Linked DNA regions of Sus scrofa: all the other regions are linked to region 3. Evidence: chromatin contacts called from public Hi-C and HiChIP or PLAC-seq data. All regions are on one chromosome and are shown on one strand. Each heading gives the region's core, a stretch centred on a gene start, on an enhancer-like site or on the middle of the called end of the contact. The rest is flanking DNA. Distances are from core to core; before and after follow the strand shown. Region 1 holds the start of RSL24D1 (probable ribosome biogenesis protein RLP24). Region 2 holds the start of PYGO1 (pygopus homolog 1). Region 3 holds the start of C1H15orf65. Region 4 overlaps PRTG (protogenin).

What was found. A called contact is a pair of places that touch in the nucleus more often than the background predicts. HiChIP or PLAC-seq counts read pairs in DNA pulled down with a chosen protein or histone mark.
Region 1: a contact with region 3 is called in a Hi-C map of liver, with 4 times the contacts expected there. The contact joins the promoter of RSL24D1 here to the promoter of C1H15orf65 in region 3. A contact is called at or near these places in 1 of 5 promoter capture datasets (liver), 14 of 47 Hi-C or Micro-C datasets (adipose tissue, alveolar macrophages, blood and 7 more) and 2 of 2 datasets of contacts at active chromatin or transcription factors (alveolar macrophages and skeletal muscle).
Region 2: a contact with region 3 is called in a Hi-C map of liver, with 5 times the contacts expected there. The contact joins the promoter of PYGO1 here to the promoter of C1H15orf65 in region 3. A contact is called at or near these places in 1 of 5 promoter capture datasets (liver) and 1 of 47 Hi-C or Micro-C datasets (liver).
Region 4: a contact with region 3 is called in an H3K27ac HiChIP or PLAC-seq map of skeletal muscle. The contact joins the enhancer-like site here to the promoter of C1H15orf65 in region 3. A contact is called at or near these places in 1 of 5 promoter capture datasets (liver), 5 of 47 Hi-C or Micro-C datasets (embryonic fibroblasts, liver, psoas muscle and 1 more) and 1 of 2 datasets of contacts at active chromatin or transcription factors (skeletal muscle).

Annotation. Positions count from the first base shown.
Region 1 is chr1:116,610,358-116,614,697 of Sscrofa11.1, forward strand. It overlaps RSL24D1 (probable ribosome biogenesis protein RLP24), which reads left to right and starts at 1,978. Exons shown (of 6, transcript XM_003480359.4): 1 at 1,978-2,113. The coding sequence starts at 2,033.
Region 2 is chr1:116,291,104-116,295,707 of Sscrofa11.1, forward strand. It overlaps PYGO1 (pygopus homolog 1), which reads left to right and starts at 2,258. Exons shown (of 3, transcript XM_005654441.3): 1 at 2,258-2,565. The coding sequence starts at 2,517.
Region 3 is chr1:116,445,740-116,450,234 of Sscrofa11.1, forward strand. C1H15orf65 reads right to left here and starts at 3,148. Exons shown (of 3, transcript XR_001302177.2): 1 at 2,868-3,148; 2 at 1,338-1,438. It overlaps CCPG1 (cell cycle progression 1), which reads left to right and starts at 3,352. Exons shown (of 9, transcript NM_001243301.1): 1 at 3,352-3,443.
Region 4 is chr1:116,257,874-116,262,431 of Sscrofa11.1, forward strand. It overlaps PRTG (protogenin), which reads left to right. Exons shown (of 19, transcript XM_021094927.1): 15 at 3,382-3,564. Among named protein-coding and RNA genes, the nearest start is that of PYGO1, 33 kb to the right of the region's middle. Within about 2 kb of position 1,663, at least 11 of the 83 cell types and tissues checked have an H3K27ac peak or open chromatin away from gene starts, as enhancers often do. A contact at or near this core is called in embryonic fibroblasts, liver and skeletal muscle, where this site is marked.

The DNA of each region.
Region 1 (4,340 bases), core at 728-3,227, 160 kb after region 3:
TGATAAATTCATTTGAGTAATAATAATAATAATAATAATAAACAGTTGAGCAAAGCAGAATCCGGAGGTAGACCTGTAGATAAGTGATATTTTGAATTAGTTGGGGAAGTGATGTCTTAGTCAAACCATGGTATTGGAAAAAAATCCCCCATTGGAATCCTATGTTATTATTTATACGTAAGCAGATTTCAGGTTAGCTGAGAATTCAAATGTGGAAAATGATACTATAAAAATAATAGAGAAGAATCTTTGGAAAGCAGTTTTCAAGAGGAAAATGCAGTTTCAAGCAAAATACCAAATGCAAAACCATAGAAGAAAAGATTAGTTAAGTTCGGACACATATAAATAAAACATTTATGCATGGAAAAACACAGTAAGCAATATAGTATTGATAAATTGGAAAAATAATGTATAAATGTCGGCAATGCTCTAAATTTACTATGAAAAACGCTGTTAAAAATCAACAACACAGGAGTTTCCGCTGTGGAAAGTCAGTGGGTTAAGAACCTGACTTCAGTGGCTCTGGTGGCTGTGGAGGCATGGGTTTCACCCCAGCCCAGTGCAGTGGGTTAAAGGATTCAGCATTGCTGCAGTTTCAGTTTGGATTCAATCCTTGGTCTGGGAAATTCCATATGCAGAGGGTGCAGTCATTAAAGAAGTCAGCAACATAGTAGAAAACTGTAAAGGACACAAACAGGCAATTTGTGGAGGAAAAATTTTCACACATTTGTGAAGACTCCTAGGCCCATTCATAAATAAATGCAAGTTAGTAATGAAAAAATATTTAACATCAGATTGGCGAAGATCACCTTTGACAAAAACTTGATTAATTATCGTTCTTATTCATTGTTGTTAAGTGTTAATTGGTATAATGTTTTGGAAGGCATTTAATCTTATTTACCAAATTTTAAAAGTGCACAGAGGCCCAGCAGCTGTATACAGATAAACTCTTGAAAATAAGGATGCTTATTAGGTCAAAAAATAGGAAACAAATATCCTTCCATAGGTAACCATTTAAAATTACACTCTCCTGCAGTTGCATATATGTAACTATGGAAAACAATGTTTAGTATTCATTGATAACAAAACGTGTACTGAATGCTTAATTATATGCCAGGAACTGTTAATAGGATTGGGAAGAATAGTGATAAACAAAAGGACAAAAGTCCCTGGGGTCATCGAGCTCACACTCCATTGAAGGGAGGCAGATTACAGCAAGATGAAGAAGACAGTGAACATGATGCTCATTAAAGTTATAAAGAAGAGGGAGTGGAGATACGCACACACAAAAGAACATGTTTGTCTATGCACATAAAACCTCTGCTAGGTGATAAAAGGAAGTGATTGCTACTGGAAAAGACTAGAGGTCTGGGGAGAGAACCTTCGTTTCCTGTGGAATTTTTTTTTTTTTTAATATCTGTATCTATCTCTCTCTATATCTATATATATATTAAAAGGCGGTGGGGAGTTAGGGTGGTGAACACAGCTATGAGTCTTTAAAACATTGCTGGTGAGGTCCTTTGAGCCTGGTCAATTGCTTCGGTTGCAGCGGCGGCTGCAAGTGCCCGCCGCGGACACTAGGCAAGTCCGCTTGGGACCGGAATAAGGGTCGGGGCTCGCGCCGGCCGTGGACAAAGGGATTTCTAGACAAGTGTGGAGAGCCGTCTGGCGAAAGCACGAACCGGAGACAAAATTACATGAGTAAAAGGTGACATTATACGACCCGGTAAGTCCAAAAACTAAACACTAAACGAGCCAGTTCAGACGTCTGCACAGAACTACGCCACACCTTCCCAGAGAGGTCAGCCGCTCAGACTCTGTCTCCTGCGCCTGCGCCAAAAGGCAGCGCTTTTGCGGGCGCAGCCGCGAGGAGGCGCAGTCACATTCGGATCACTTTCCGGGGGCCGGCAAGAGCGAAGGACCATTGCCACTTCCGGGTGGAGACCTGAAAAGGGAGTCACTTCCTGTGACGGGGCTACGTCACTTCCTTCAACCTCGGCGTTTGCCGGGCGGGTTCCCACGCGCGTTCAGCATGAGGATTGAGAAGTGTTATTTCTGTTCGGGGCCTATCTACCCAGGCCATGGCATGATGTTCGTCCGTAACGATTGCAAGGTGAGGCGGCCAGGAGCCTCGCGCGCCGCACTGCGCTCCCGCGGGCCTCTCGGCTTGGGGTTTCTCTGCGCTTGCGGGCTTTGGCCCGGGGTTTCCGCGCGTGAGGGTGGTTTCGCTAGGGGCTCAGACCTTGATCTCCCACTTGGGGAGTTTCTTGTCTGCGTCCCGACCACAGCTGGTTACTAGGCCGTCCTTGAATGAAGCGGGCCGCGATGAGGCTCAGGAGCGATCCCAGCAAGCCCCGACTGGGAAGCCGGCGGTCTTTTTGCCCACTCTTGTACAGGGGCCAAGGTCTTAACTTTGTTGAAAGCATGCCCTGTCAAGCGTCATTGTCGAGGCCCCTTTATATATAAATAAATAAGACCCGGGTCGGCCATAGGGTCTTATGATAGAAATGTTGCATATGGCTTAATAGTAATGTGTTATGAAGCTACTGGAGGTGAGTTGGGGAGTAGTTGGTATGTGAAAAGGTATAGAAAGGAGGTAACATTTATCCTGAATCTTGAATTTTGCTTAAGAACGTGAAAAGAAGGCATTCTAGGTGGGAGGAAAACGGACCGTTTGACCAAGGGTACAGAGTGCAGCAGTTACGTCTCTGTTTAAGCCGGTGACGGATTGCAGGTGGTGATAGAGGCTAGGGATAGGGCTTTAAATACAAATATAAATCTATAAAAAAGGTACCTGTGTAAACATAAAATATAAACATATAGACGTTTCTTGACTTTCGATGGGGTTGCTTCTCAGTACCCATTTTAGGTTGCAAACGTGAAAACCTAACCTACTGAATATCATGTTTAACCTGGCCTTCCTTAAACGTGCTCAGAACACGTACGTTAGCCTACAGTAGGGCAAAATCATCTAACACAAAACCTGTTTTATAATAAAGTGTTGAATATCTCATGTAACTTATTAAATACTGTACTGAAATTGAAAAACAGAATGATTGTGTGTATTCACCCTCGTAGTCTTGTGGCTGACTGGGAGCTTTGACTAGCTGTTGGGCATCTGGAGAGAGTTGTACTGGGTTTTGCTAGTGGGGAAAGATCAAAATTTGAAGTCTGGTTTCCACTGAATGTGTATGGCGTTTGTACCATGGGAAAGATGAACCCTTGTTAAGTTGAGGCCTGTTTGTATGAGGCTACATTGTGAAAGACTTCGGGAGTGATACCTGACTGCCTTTTCTTAACAGAATGAGTCTCATTCCTCTGTTTCTTAAATTTGATTCTGAATCACTGGAGAGTTGTAGAATGTTGATTTCTACCATAACTATTGAATTGGAATCTTTGTGGGGAGGGGAAGAGGATCTAGGAATCTGTATTTAATGAGAAGATTTTGACATGCTAAAGAATTACACTTCCTGCTTCATCACCTTGTATCTATTCTTTTCTTTTCTTTTTTGTCTTTTTTAGGGCTGCACCCATGTACCTATGCATATGGAAGTTCCTAGGCTACTAGGGTTTAATTGGCGCTACAGCTGCTGGCCTACGCCACAGCAATAGCAGTGTGGGATCGCAGTGTGGGATCCGAGCCCGTCTGCCACGTACACCATAGCTAATGGCAGTGCAGGCTCCTTAACCCACTGAGTGAGGCCAGGGATCAAACCTGAATCTTCATGGATACTAGTGCCGTTCATTACCACTGAGCCATGAATGACAGGAACTACACCTTGTATCTATTCTTTTTTTTTTTTTTTTTTTTTTTTTTTTTTAAGGGCCGCACCTACAGCTCATGTAGGTTCCCAGGCTAGGGGTCAAATCGGAGCTGTAGCTGCCTGCCTACACCACAGCCACAGCAATGCCAGCCTCATCTGCAACCGACACCACAGCTCATAGCAATGCCGGATCCCCAACCCACTGAGCAAGGCCAGGGATTGAACCCACAACCTCATGGTTCCTAGTCGGATTTGTTTCTGCTGCACCATTACGGGAACTCCGACCTTGTATCTATTCCTGATGGAAGATGTTGACCTACTAAATTACGAACAAGTGTTCTTGTAAAAGTGAGTGACCAAAGCTATGTTTGGGAACTGCGAAAAACATGTAGATTTTGAAATCCTGGTCTTAGGAACAGGACAAAGAATTTATAGACATGAATTAAGTGATTGCCAGGTTGGGGTCTAATTCAGGTGAGCTTTATGGCTTTGTAAAACATCTGGTCATCATGATTTTATTATTTTTATCTATCAGTGTTCATCATTTGGGTATTGGAATTAGAAAAAATTGTGGAA
Region 2 (4,604 bases), core at 1,008-3,507, 160 kb before region 3:
ATTTTTGTTAGGAATTCTGTTCCATTGGGAAGATAAGGAATATAATTCATGATGCCGTTTGCTGTAGAATCACCTAGAGAACCTTTAAAGACAGACTGCCAGTGCTCATTCCCAGAGATTCTGATTCAGTACATCTGAGAGGGCCTTGGGAATCTGCAATTTTAGAATCCTTTCCAGGTAATTCTGATATGTAAAGCCTAGTCAAGGATTTGGAAGTCAAAATGATCTAAAATCCATGGCCAAGTAAGACAGTCTTTTTATTCTTGATCAACCATTAAAAAGTGTCCAATTCATTTCTATTCATTTACATATTTCTGAGTCTCTAGATTTAGGGAATTACAATAAAGAATTCAAAATCTCTCAGCAATGATTTTTCTCAACCACTTTTCTTGCACTTTAGATCACAGACTAAAAACTCTACATTTCCATATTGACTGATATTTTCAAAGTGCTTTCACGCCTTCTTGCAAGCACCCTGTGAGGTATAGAATCCAATACTTTGCATTTACTTGAGTTTATGACATTTACCACAACCCTGTCAATCCACTGTGACCCAAGTGAATTGAGTCTGTTAACTTCAGTCTGTTACTCATGCATTCATTCAACAACAATAATAACAACAAAAATTTTGAACTCTTGCCAGTCATTGTTAGGTACCAAAGGATAGTGGACTGGATAAAATTCCTCCTGCAAGGACCTTACATTCTAGTTGGAGAGGGAGAAGAGCAGAGGTTTCATCTTAGACGTGCTTGCTATAAAATTTTTCTCCAGCCTATCCTAAACTGAATCCTCTAGGAATTTCCCAAAAACTTATTAGAAAAACGGTAACATTTGTCCTCTGGCCACATCCCATCCTGTCTTTTAAAGCTGATTCCAGTGCTGCGACGATTCTGTTACATACCCCTTAAGACTGTACCCTATCTTCAAGTTCTCTTCGACACTGCATGTGCAAGTGAATGAATTTTATGGGTCTTCTCTTTGGAAGAAGGAGACTTCTGTTTGCGGTTGGTTCTAAGCCCTCATGTGATTAATAAGTGCTTCTCAGTGATCCTGGCATCAAAATCATCCGTGTCTCACCTGACCGAAGATTAGGATCTGCACCTACATATTCTCTTTAGTAGAAGTGGAAATCTAACAACAGAGAGGGGGAAAACTTGCACAGAAGTAAGCCAAAGTATCAGAGCTAGAAGGGACCTCAGAAATGTAGCCCCATTGCCTTTTAAAAAGGAGAAATCTGAGACTCAGAGAAGTTAGCTAAGTTGCCTCAGGTCACACAGCCCAAAAGATGGATGTGTAATCAGTGACCAAAGCCAATTTACCATCACACTGGGCGCGGGGGTGGGGGTGGGGGTGTCCGCCTAAAATGTAACGTCTATAGCAAGTCCATGTGCCTCACCCCTTCCACCCACCCCTTTTCTGATATTAATCCCGCACCACTCTTGCTTTGAGTCAAGTCGTTAAGATTTGCATCTAGGGCATTCCACAAACAGGTGTCCAGACCCGGGACATGGACTGAGTCGGGAAAGCTGGGTCTCCACACGCCCGCCAAGAACTCTCCAGCTCCCGCTTACAAAGTTTGTTCGGATCGTACGTTCCTCTTTGAGATTCCTGGTCGCGAGGCCAAGATGCCTGCTGCGGCCTCCGACGAAGTTCGGAGATGCCATTTCCTCGCAGAAGCCCGGCCAGGGTGCGTCTGCAGCTGAGCCAGGCGTCCTCCCGCCCCGCGGCGGCTGGGGAGCGCCGGACGCTGGGCGGGGCGGGGCGGCCCCTCGGCGCGAACTGCCCGCCTGGGCTGCCAGGGCCGCGGGCCCGCTAGCCCCGCGCGGAGGTAGAGGTGCGCGCGGGCCGTGGGGGCTGGGCCGAGGCGGAGCGCGAGCCGACGGCGGCGGCGGCGGCGGCGGCGGCGGGAGGTGCCGCGGGACGAGGCGGCGGCCCCCGCCCCCCGAAGTCCGTCCCCGCGCGAGGCTGGGGAGCTCGGGGCGGGGAAGCCGCGGGGCCGCGCCACGTCCCTCGCCCGCCCCAGAGCGTGTTTTGCAGGCGGCTCCAGACTGGGGGCTTTTGTGTCTGCGACTCGGGAGCAACGAGAGCGCAGACCTCCTCCTCAGAGGGCGCTGTGAGTGCGCCGCCAGGGCCGGGCCGCCCGCCTCCCGCCTCCCCTGTCAGCGGCTCCTGAGGCGGCGGCGGCGGCGGAGAAGAAGGAGTGGGAGGAGGCGGCGGCGGCGCACTCGTCCTCCGCACACGCCGGCCCCGGGTGGGGGGCCGCCCCCAGGCCGCGCTCCCGCCGCCGCCGCTGAGCCCGGCCGGACCCCGCACGCCGCCCGGGCGCCCCGAGGCCTCGTCCTCCTCCCAAACTTTGCAAAGTCGGCCGGCGTCCCCGCCGTCCTCGGCCGCGCCTCGGCTCGGAGGCTCGCCTCGCAGCCGCAGCGGCCCCGCGAGGAGGAGGAGGAGCCGCCGCCGCAGCATCAAAGAGACCGAATTCCCGCGGCCTGGGGGGGAGTCATGCTTTGCGGTCTGTAATGTCAGCAGAACAGGAGAAGGATCCCATTTCGCTGAAGAGAGTTCGAGGTAACCGAGAAAGGCGCCGGGTTGAGGGGAGCGGGGTGAGCGGGGCGCGCGGGGGCCGCGTGCCTGGCCGCCGGGAGGCCACTGGGCTCTATCCGGGCCTAACTCCGCGCTGCCCGCGTCCCGCCGGCGCCCCGGGGCCGAGGCTGCGGTCGGAGGCGCCCGCCCGCCCCCGAGACCCCCGCGCCGAATCCTTGCCGCCCCGACTTTGTGTCAGGAGGCAGTTGAAGCCGCACTCAGCATCCCTTCCCACCCCGATCCTCGCCCACCTCACCTCGTTAGCAAGACACAGCACAATAGGCAGCTCAGAGGGTGAGAAAGAAACACCCCCTGGCAGAGATCACAAACGATGCCCACCCCCCCCAAAAGTAAGTTGGACCGCACTAGAGTTGATGCTCTTGCAGAAGGTGTAGGGGGCCTTCCCGCCATCCCGGCCCCCCTTCTCACCTTCCAGAAAGCAACAAACATAACAGTTTATTTTCTTTAGGCTTAAGAGGAGAAACTATATTCCTTCAAAAGGCTTTTCTCTGTTGGTTTATGGATAAGAATCAAATCACCCCAAATCAGTTTTACACGCGAACGGTTTGCTTCTTCTTTGCATACTAGTTAGGAATTTCCTGCTGTCTTACTATCTAAGAAGAATCAGAGGGAACGATGTACCAGACAAAAGATAATGCCTGTAAGTTCATAGACACCAGGTGCTCTCTGGAGATTTGGGGAATAGCCTCTAGATCTTAATTCCAGCTTTTAATAGGGTTAAGGCTGAAAGTCCCGAAGTTGAAGTAGTACTATTTGTTCATTAAGCAAATATTTATTGAGCATCTGCTGTGTGCTAGGCACTGTTCTTGGCACTGGGATACCACAGTGAACAAAGCAAAAAAACCACCTTCACCTAGCAGGAGTGCACACCCTTGTGGGGCAAACAAATGATGAACAAATAAAAGGTATAGAATGTCAAGTGGTAAGTGCTATGGAGGAAATCACAGCAGAGAGACTGGTTTGAAAATATGTTTGGGGGTGGGGAGGTAGCCATTTTATATGTGTAAGAGGTCTCACCTGGAAGGTGATGTTTGAGCAAAGACCCAAAGGAAGTGATAGAGCAGAGCCAAATGGATATGTGTGAGAAGAGTGGTCTTGGTAAAAGGAGCAGCAAGTGCAAAGGCCCTGGGTCTGGAATTAGCCTAGTGTATTCAGGCAATGGCAGAGAAGCTATTGTACCTGGTTGGAGTGATCAAAAGAAGAAGAACGTGAACTGAGCTGTAAGATACGGTGATTGTGTAGTAGGGACCTTGTGAGACATTCAAAAGATGTTAACTTTGAGATAGAGACTGGATGGTTTTTTGCAGAAGAGTGGCTGATCTGACATATTTGTAACTGGCTTCTGTGTAGAGAATAGATGGTAGAGAACAAGGGCTAAAGCAGGGAGGAGGTTAGTTAGGAGGCTTTTGTAATAATCTTTTCATCCAAACAGGTTAAAGTGCTTTATAAATCACTAAGTAGTAAGGTAAATTTCCAGTTGACTTAAGTGATGTAGACAGGGACCACAGCCATTCATCTATGTTTTTGTTCCTTGTGATTAGAGATTAAACCTATAGAACTGGCTTGTGACACAGTGACAATTGGATGGTATCCAAATAACATCACTCGAGTATTTAGATAAGAGGTGTTCTTAGCCATTTAACCAAAAATATAATTTAGTGCAGAATACTATTTTTACAGGCTTAATATCAGCACGAACTTTCATTTGGTGAAGGTCTTCTACTTCAACTCTCTTTTCTGTTAGTGGTTATGAGTTGCCAAAGACTTTAAGGAGTAGACCTTTCCGAGACAGGTATTCCCCTTTGTATGTTTGCCATGTTATTTTGTCTAGTATTATAAATTATTTTGCCTAGTTGAAGGAAAAGAAAGTGTTACCAACTTTGTACCTTTGAATTCAATTATCAGTTTTAATCAAATGTAATTTTACATAAAATTGATGAGTATTTTATTGTGGGTCAAGAGCACAGATCTACATTTTATTACAAATGCTGCTTTTAAGTTTG
Region 3 (4,495 bases), core at 1,898-4,397:
ATTTCTGTGGCCTGGGTTTGATTACCTAGTTCAGGAACTTCCACATACCATGGGTATGACCCAAAAAAAGAAAAAAGAAAAAAATTCTTTGAAGACTCTGTAGTAGATTCTTGTGATTTATAAAGCTGAGGCCCTTTAGGAATTCTAAATCCTTAAAACTAGCAAGCATATAATCTCAGTTTCTCCAATTCTAAATTGGAGGCAAGAGTACTGACCAAGTTGTAGTGTCTGTCTGAAGTGAGGATCAAATTTGTATCAGATTAGTTGGGTTCCTTGTTAGAATAATCCAGCTCACTCTGAATTCCTGGGTTATTCTACTTAATGTCTCAGCAAAGTTAAGTTCCTCATTATTAGAAACCTATTTGCTGTGAAATCTTGAGTTTATATCTGCAAATGTGAAGTATTTACTCCACTTTCTTTTCTTTTGTTCAGATTTGAATGAGTATTAATAGTGTGTTGAAGTTGCACAAGGCAAGAACTGTATGACCTAAATTCCAGTCCTTTATCATTACTGCACCTTGTTTTTATATTGTTTGTAAAATTGGTAAAAAAAAAAAAAAATCTGCCATAGTTCCTGCGGTTGTGGAGATAAAATGAGAGAATATCGGATGTAAATGCTAAGTGCTATATAAATGGAGCCAGTTTTTTTATCATTTTCTTTTTTGCAAGTATACCTCAATGCATATGCATGATTTTTCAGAGTTCAGTTCTGAAATTTACAGTTAATAATACTTTGCAGTATGCTACAGTTTACTAATACTCATAACCTTGTGGGAAGCTGCCAAAGCTGGAAGTAGAATTCATCAGATTTTGCTATTTATTTTTAAAAAAAATTTATTTATTGAAATATATAGTTGATCTCCAATGTTAATTTCTGATGTATACCACTATATATATATATATACACACACACATATATATACATATATTCTTTTTCATATTCTTTTCCATTATGGTTTATCACAGGATATTGAACATAGTTCCCTGAGCTATACAGTAGGACCTTGTTGTTTATCCACCTGTATATAATAATTGGTGTCTGCTAATCCCAAACTCCCAATGCTTTCCTCCCTTAACATCCCTTCCCCCTTGGCAACCACAACACTGTGAGTTGTTTTGTTTGATAGATATGTTGATTTATGTCACATTTTAGATCCCACATGTAAGTGATATCATATAGTATTTGTCTTTCTCTTTCTGACTTCACTTGGTATGATAATCTATAGGTCCATCCTTTTGTTGCAAATGGCATGGTTTCATTATTTATTCTTTTTTGACACTGTTTAATAATTTGTTTTAAATATCAAGAGCACAGACATTATAGAATAAGAAGTCACCTGAATCCTGTGGCATTGCAACAGGTCAGCTTTTTTTGAAATGCCTCCTAGGTTTCCTCAGCACAAGGAAGGCTGCTTAGGTGAAAGGTGCTACCCTGTGACTTGTTGGAAAAAAAGGAAAAAGCAACAATAATTTACTTTATGGACACCCAGTCAAGTGGCCCAGGGCAACCCCAGTCACAGACGTTGTGACTTTCAAATCACCTTTTACAACTGGCTCTAATATTCTGATCAACTTTGACTCAAAATTTAAGACATAAAACAGAATCTTGACAAAATAGAGCACAAATTGGCTGAAAATTTTTGTTGGCATAATTTGTACCACACAATCTGTAAAAGTTAGTGCCTACTAAATCTTTTAGATCTCCAGGATAACTCACAAATGTTTACAGACTTAGAAACAAACTACTCATTCCCTTTACATTTAGGTCCTCACTTCAGCTTTCTTACTTGGGTTTCACTCTCTTCAAATCTCTTATTCTTAAAATGTATTCAAAACAGATACAGTTAAAAGCAAAACAGTCTAATGCACAGAATAATAAAAAGATTATTTTAAATTCTTGGAGTTCCCGTCGTGGCGCAGTGGTTAACGAATCTGACTAGGAACCATGAGGTTGAGGGTTCGATCCCTGCCCTTGTTCAGTGGGTTAACGATCCGGCGTTGCCGTGAGCTGTGGTGTAGGTTGCAGACGCGGCTCGGATCCCGCATTGCTGGCGTAGGCTGGCAGCTACAGCTCCGATTCGACCCCTAGCCTGGGAACCTTCATATGCTGTGGGAACGGCCCAAGAAATGGCAAAAAGACAAAATAAATAAAAACTAAAAAATTAAATTCTCTGCTAGCCTACATATTAGGTCGGCAACTATTACTTAAGGATAAGAAGGTTACTTAAAATTATAAATGAATCTTTTAAAATTAAGTCTTAAAATTAGACCATGAAAGTGCCTTGAAAAGAATGAAAATATACTTTGATCTTTCAGTCTTTTGTATATAGATAAAAGCAAGCCACTGAAATACAAATGCCCATTACAGAAACTGTAATTATAAAATCCGGTGTTGTCACAGGTGATGTCAACTATAGTGACTCGAAAAGCAAAAAACCCCCTAAGAGTATAATTTTGAGGCACCCTTTTGTTTCTCCTCAAGCCCACCATCCTCCTTGTTAATGTTTTTCTTAATCTTTTTTTGGCCACAAATAGGGGACAGAGAATTTACTGCCTTAACTTACTGTTTCCAGCAACATTGAGTATAAGTTTTGAACAAGGCACAATGTAAATAAATGTAAGTTTTAAAACACTGTATTTTTCTTGTTCAAAACCATCTCCAGTTCGCGAACGGGTACAAATCGCATACCATCTCCAATCTTTGTACTTTCAGAGGCAATTCTGGCTTAATGCAATGTATCTGTGTGGCCCAGTGGTTGCCTAGAAAGGTGGCTTTTCTGGGGGTAGAGGTGGGTGGGAGTGCAGGGTGCCCCAAATTTATAGTAACGACAACAGTCAAAAACATCCAGCCCTCGGCCCCAACCCACCCAGTCGCACTCGGTCATTCTTGGTATCTTCTTTATTTTCTCGGCAAACGCAGTCTTTTCCTGCAGCAGATGGCGAGAAAGCCAGCGAGCGCAGAGGGCACGCGGCCCTTCCACTACGCCCAATTAAAGCAGCAAAGAGAAGGCGAGCCGTCGGCTGGACCAATACGTGAAAACGAATCCTCTTAATCCCGGGACCTGTCCTCCTGGGTGGAATCCTTTCGTGTGGTTGTAGAAGCCCGTCTCCATAGTGACCGGCCACTGCTCCTCTCCAGTGCCGGGGCCCGGATGTTGTGAGGATCACTACCTCGGGGCCCAGCTTCCTGCAGCCTCGCCGCGGCCGGCTGCGCTTCCCTTCGGGAGTCGTAGTTCTTTCCTCCGCCACCTACCGTTATGAGGTTCGGGAGGGACTACGAGTCCCGGCATGCGCCACGGCGCCCCGCCAGCCACCGCCTCCTGGCTGCGGACGCTTGGGAGCAGGTTGTTGTTTTTATGAGAGGCGTCACTGCTCTGGGAGCTGTGACTGCCGCCACCACGACAACCAGCGCCGTCCCGCGGGGGGTGGCGCTGCTCCTTCAGGTACGGCCCTGGGCGGGTTTGGACACCGGGAGGGGAGTCGGGCCGACTGTCGGGGTCTTGGCCAGCACCCGTGGTTCATCCGCCTGGCGGAGGCAGTCGTGGGGTCTCGCTGAGGCAAGTTCTTGACCCTAGGTGTTTAGCGTTTGCGGCTGCCGGGGTGGCCTCTTTCGCACGCGAGTCTGCAGCCTCCGCGGCAGAGCTGATCCCCGAGGCGTCTGTTGCGGTGGTCCTGCAGCCTTGAATCTCTCCGTGCAGACGCGAGCAGTGCGCGGGGGTGTGGGGGAGCTGACGGCCGGGGGATGCACCCGCCTTCCGTCCCTGGGCTGGCTTAAGGCGCTTCTTGGTCCTGATTGATGAGAGTCCATATGGTGAGATGTTATGTGCGTCACCCTGCCGGCTTTTCAACCGGCCCATCTTTTTTGGTGACGTTTGAGTCCCGTGATACCAGGATACAGAAAGATTAAATAATGTATTTGAGATTTCTGTTTGTGCGCCAGGCTAATAATGGTCAAATACCTCTGCCTATCCTATTTCCCCCCCACGGATCACTTTTAGTGTGGACCTTCCTAATCGTTAAGTCCTCCGTAACAGTAGTCCGCACAGTGCTTTGTACGAATTACATTTTTATCTTTGTTTAAGGAACCCAACTTTTTGCCATTGGGAGCGCCAGTTTTAACGAACTCGGCCAATTAGGTACTTTGTTGAATGAGTGAAATTTGCACTACTTAATTGTAGCTTTATTTAAAAAAAAAAAAAAAAGACAGTGGAGCTTTCTTGCAGCTAGAATAGGTAGTTATTTTAGTACTGCGAATTTTAGATTTGTCTCCTCCAGTAAGGTCACATCTACTGGATAGTACTGGAAACGTCATATTAGCGCATCATATCTTTGGCTTAAGGTTTGAATCTTATTAAGCCTCACATTTCTCAGGGGGATATTTATCACACTTTGGAAGCTGGTGTGAATGGTTTATTATTCCCTGAGCTACAGTCGTAAGGGGGAAGGTAAAGGAAATCCAGGGTATTATTTTAGTAAATAATTTTTAATCTTTTAC
Region 4 (4,558 bases), core at 413-2,912, 190 kb before region 3:
GTGGATGGAGATGATATTTAAAACTGAAACTAGAAAAAAAATCACTTAGCATGGACAGAAAAGAGAAAGGAGTAAGACTACACTCACGGGCATTTAATCCAGGGCTCTTGGCCTTCTTAATCCATAGAAATTGATAAGCACCAGACAGGAAAATTCAGGCAAGGCTCTAATTGGGGCCCTTGCTGCAGCAGGGGAGTGAAAACAAACAACAGATTGCCTTGCTAGCTTGTGCCCTGAGGTCACAGTGGGGGCTGGTCCTTATATGGAGCAACTGTAGGAATGGGTCCAGGGGTTGGGCAAGAGGGGTGGCTTAGGTGGTCTTTCCACCCCTTTGGTGGTGGTGTGTGCAGGACATAGACTCTACTTTTGCTTCTGTCACCCTGGTTTTGCTCTGCACTCTTCAGAAGTGGCAATTGACTTTTTAGGTTTTTTGTATCCTCTTGCCCATAATTTGCTCCAACTGCCCCATATAATTTTTAGTCCCTTAGAGTTTCGTTTGTATGTTGTTGCTCAAAGAGATGTTTGTACAGGTGCAAGCATTGCAGCCACTGCAACAAATAGTCCCAGGTTCCCTCCTGTTGCACAACCTTGAATCTCACCCTTTGCTTTTATATTTTAACTGAACATTCCTTTTGTAACACACATCTCATATTTTAATATAAATTCAGTTGATATTTACTGAGAATTATTTGTATAAAGTATTATGCTAGCCACCTTCAGCAGTTAAAATGTGAAAAATTGTTCTGTTTTCCAGAAAGGGAAGAAGGGGAGATCAGGAGTAAGGAAGAAGACTTACTTTCATTGAGCATATATATGTGTGTGTCAGACACTTGCCCATGATAGTTTATTTAATCCTTGTAATAATTATATTGTTACTGACCAGGGTTCTTGGACTCTTTAATCAATAGAAATTGATAAGAGGCCAGCCAAATTCAGGCAAGGCTTTATTAAGACTCAGCACAAGGGAGTGAAAACAAGTAACAGGCTCCCTTGCTCACTCCCTAAGAGGGGCAAGCTGCTCTCTTAAATAGGGTCAGGGTAGGGATGGGTCCTGGCATGGGGCTGAAGGGCTGGCTTAGGCGATCCGCCTTCCCTCAGGGGTGCTGTGTGCAGGGCGCATGCATAGTGCCTTGCTTTTCCTCCCAAGCCTCCAAAGTGGCAGTTGAGTTTTTGGGTTTTTTTTTTTTTTTTTTTTTTTATCTTTTAGTTCATAATTTGCCCCAGACTGTGCATGCACACAGTTATTTTTAGTCCCTTATAGTTTTCTTTTTTGTGTGTGTGTGTGTGTGTTTTGTTGCTCAAGGAGGTGAGACTTCTGTCAAGGTACAAGCACTGCAGCAGAGTGTCCCAGGTCCCAGCCTGTTTCAATAAGAGTTGGGAATTATTGCTCTCATAAGGAAAGTAAAGTTCTGTGACATGCCCCAAGTTGCAAATTACTTAGTTGGTAACATGCCAGGATTTGATCAGCATTGATCCAAGGCTGAGCTTATTACACTGTCTGGTCTGTGAAACTTCTAGTCTGCTAAAGATTCAGACACATGTAAAAGGCTAGAGACCAAAATAATCATACCAGCAGGAATTGAGACAGTTTGCTGGAAGAATATGGGGACAGTCAGATGGCTTTAATATTTGGAAGCTCCTTTAACTGTGCTCAGAGAAGAACCGGAATGTTACAGTTTCCTTTTTTGTCTGAAGGAAGACTGGGAGACAAGGGAGCAGGCATACCCACATACTCATCAGCTTGTAATATTTAAATTAAGTGCAAGAATTTTAATTTCAGGTAGTGATTGATTTTGCCAAGTGCTTTCTAAAATGAAATGTACTCTGTGATAAAATGGAAACTCTGTTTATTTATATGTCTATTTGTGAAGAAATTGAAATATCCTTCCTTCTAGCTAATTGTAACATGTTGCAATACATTGTTGCTTTTGTAACAGTGGAAAGACTCTTTCTGATTCTAAATAGGGGTCAGTTGTTTATTTAACAGTTGTGTACTCAAGTAGCTCACACCCTCTCCAGGCCAAGTTGAAACCAGAGCTCAAGAAAACAAACTGGGTTCAGCTGCTTGTGCTGCCACTGGGTTGGGCTACCTCCCACCATGTGACCTGCAGAGGTGGCCTCTGAATCATGACCTCAGCTCTAAGATCAAACTTGCATGATGAAATACACTGTAGCAAGTGCACTAGAGTAGCCAGCTCTGACCTGGAGGTGACTGCTGAAATCTCTTGTAAGCTTCTGAAGCTATTCTAAGGCTGCCCTGCCTCTGGAAAAAATGAGAAGCAGCACCTTAGGGAAACTAAGTTTTCCTGTGAAAATCCATCCACAAACGCAGCGCAGGAACTATTTCCTGACAGAATTTCTATTACACCTTCTTTCTTAATATTAGGACTAATTCCTAGGGTGGGAATCCCTTTTGTAGGAAAAATACTTTTGTGCTGTGGTAGAACAAGAGTGGAAAGACACCTCCACCCCACCCCCGACAAGAAATAGCAGTGCCCAAGTAAAACTCCTTCATAGCAGTAATGCCATCAGAGAAGGGACCTTTCAGTACAAAATATATGTAAGTGTAAGTGATTATTTTTGGAGAGAAGTAGATGCTAGTCGGGCTGCTGTGATAATTTTGATGCTAATCTGAGGTCTAGAGCTTCAGCACTTAGGTTTCTACGTACTTTTAGTATTTTCTTGCCTATTAACATTCAAGAAATCTTAAATAATGATTAGGAGAATAAAAAATATATTAATACTTGCAAAAATAATTGTGCTGTTTCTAATTTAAGAAATAAGAACAAAATCATCTATCAGAACAATTACCATAAATGGTTTAAACATTTCTGAGAGGAAAAAAAAGACTCTACATTAGATTTTTAAAGTCTAATTGTAATTGTTGAATCTGAAATCATTGTGTTATTTTCTCTGTACTTATATTTGAAATATCCCATAAGAAAGTGTTTTTAATGCTTTGTTTCCATACCTACATAAACAGTAAAACATTGTATATATATGCTTATATCTTTGATAAAAAAATATGTATATGCTTACTTATAAAAATAAAAAAAAATACATGCTTCTTTTATAAGATCATTATAAAATTGCAGAGAAGGTTTATGTAGGGCAGGGTGCATGGCACAATGTTAAATGAAAACCCTAGGATATAAAAATGCATGTAGTAAATATGTATTCACACATGTACGGTACACGCACACACACGCGCTTGAAATACACCAAAATGTTAACATTAGGAGGTTGTCAGTTTTATTTATATTAATCTTTTTTTACAGATGTTCTACTTTTATAATCACAAAGATATTTTATCCGTGATTGTGTGATTGTTAGAATGACCAAAAGATGAAGTTTATTTAATTTTAATTGATATATTTATAGGGGCGATAACCATGGCTTTACTAGAAAACCTGGTGGCAGGAAATATATACATTGTGAAGATATCTGCATCCAATGAGGTGGGAGAAGGACCCTTTTCAAATTCTGTGGAGCTGGCAGTACTTCCAAAGGAAAGCCCTGAATCAAATCAGAGGCCCAAGCGTTTAGATTCTGCTGATGCCAAAGGTCTGTATCCTGCCACAACCATTGTTTTCCTTAGGGAAAGAAAGAACACATATTTTTTTTCCAGCTCCCCTCTGCTCTGTTTCCACTTCTACCATGTCATATCCCTAAACCTGTACTTGGCTCCTTGAATGGTTACTGGGGAGGCTCTGATGCTGTGAGGGTGGATGGCTCTAGCTGCAGTCCTAGAAGTAGACACACTAACCTCAGAATTTACTACAGTTTTCAACTACTGTCTGCCCAGCTACTCTTCCTAACTGGGGAGCCACCAGGATGCAAAAGTCACACCACCTGGAAACTGATGGGAGTAAGCATCCTAGGAGGTTTTGTGGAAATAAACAGAAGTGGCGGTTGTGGTGTTCAGGCTAAGAGCATGGTTTTCATTAAGAGTTTTCAGCATACACACACACAGCCTTTCCAGAGAGAAAGTTGTTTCTCTCCAGAAAGCAATTGGAAAAAATATCTTTAAAGAGCCACTCTCATCCCCACTCAGGGCTTTGTCTTTCTGTTCTGAATGAAGCGGCAGGGGGAGGTGGCTGTGACACAGGACTAGACACCTCCTTTGCCTCCTCTGTGGGGGAGTAAGTCTCTGTGGTCATGGGGGTGCGGTGAGGACTGTGTGTGTTATTGGAGGGAGTGAGGGACACTGGGAAGGAAAGAGAGAAACAGAAAGGTAGGGCAGTCACAGGAAAGAGGTAGCCAGAGTAGCTGCCATATCATCAGGGGAAGCTGGAGCAAGGCTTATGTTTGCTTCTCAAGTACCTTCTTTGGAGTTCCCCAGTGGCTCAGTGAGTTAAGATCTTGTGTTGTCATTGCTATGGCTGGCTTTGACCCCTGGCCCTGGAATTTCTGCATGCCCCAGGCATGGCCAGAACACCGAACTGATTAAATACCTTGCTAGTCAAAGTATCTAGGGACCAGCATCCTCAATATCACCCAGGAGCTTACCAGATGTGCAGAATTGCCGTGGGTCCTACCCCAGACCTTGTGAATCAGA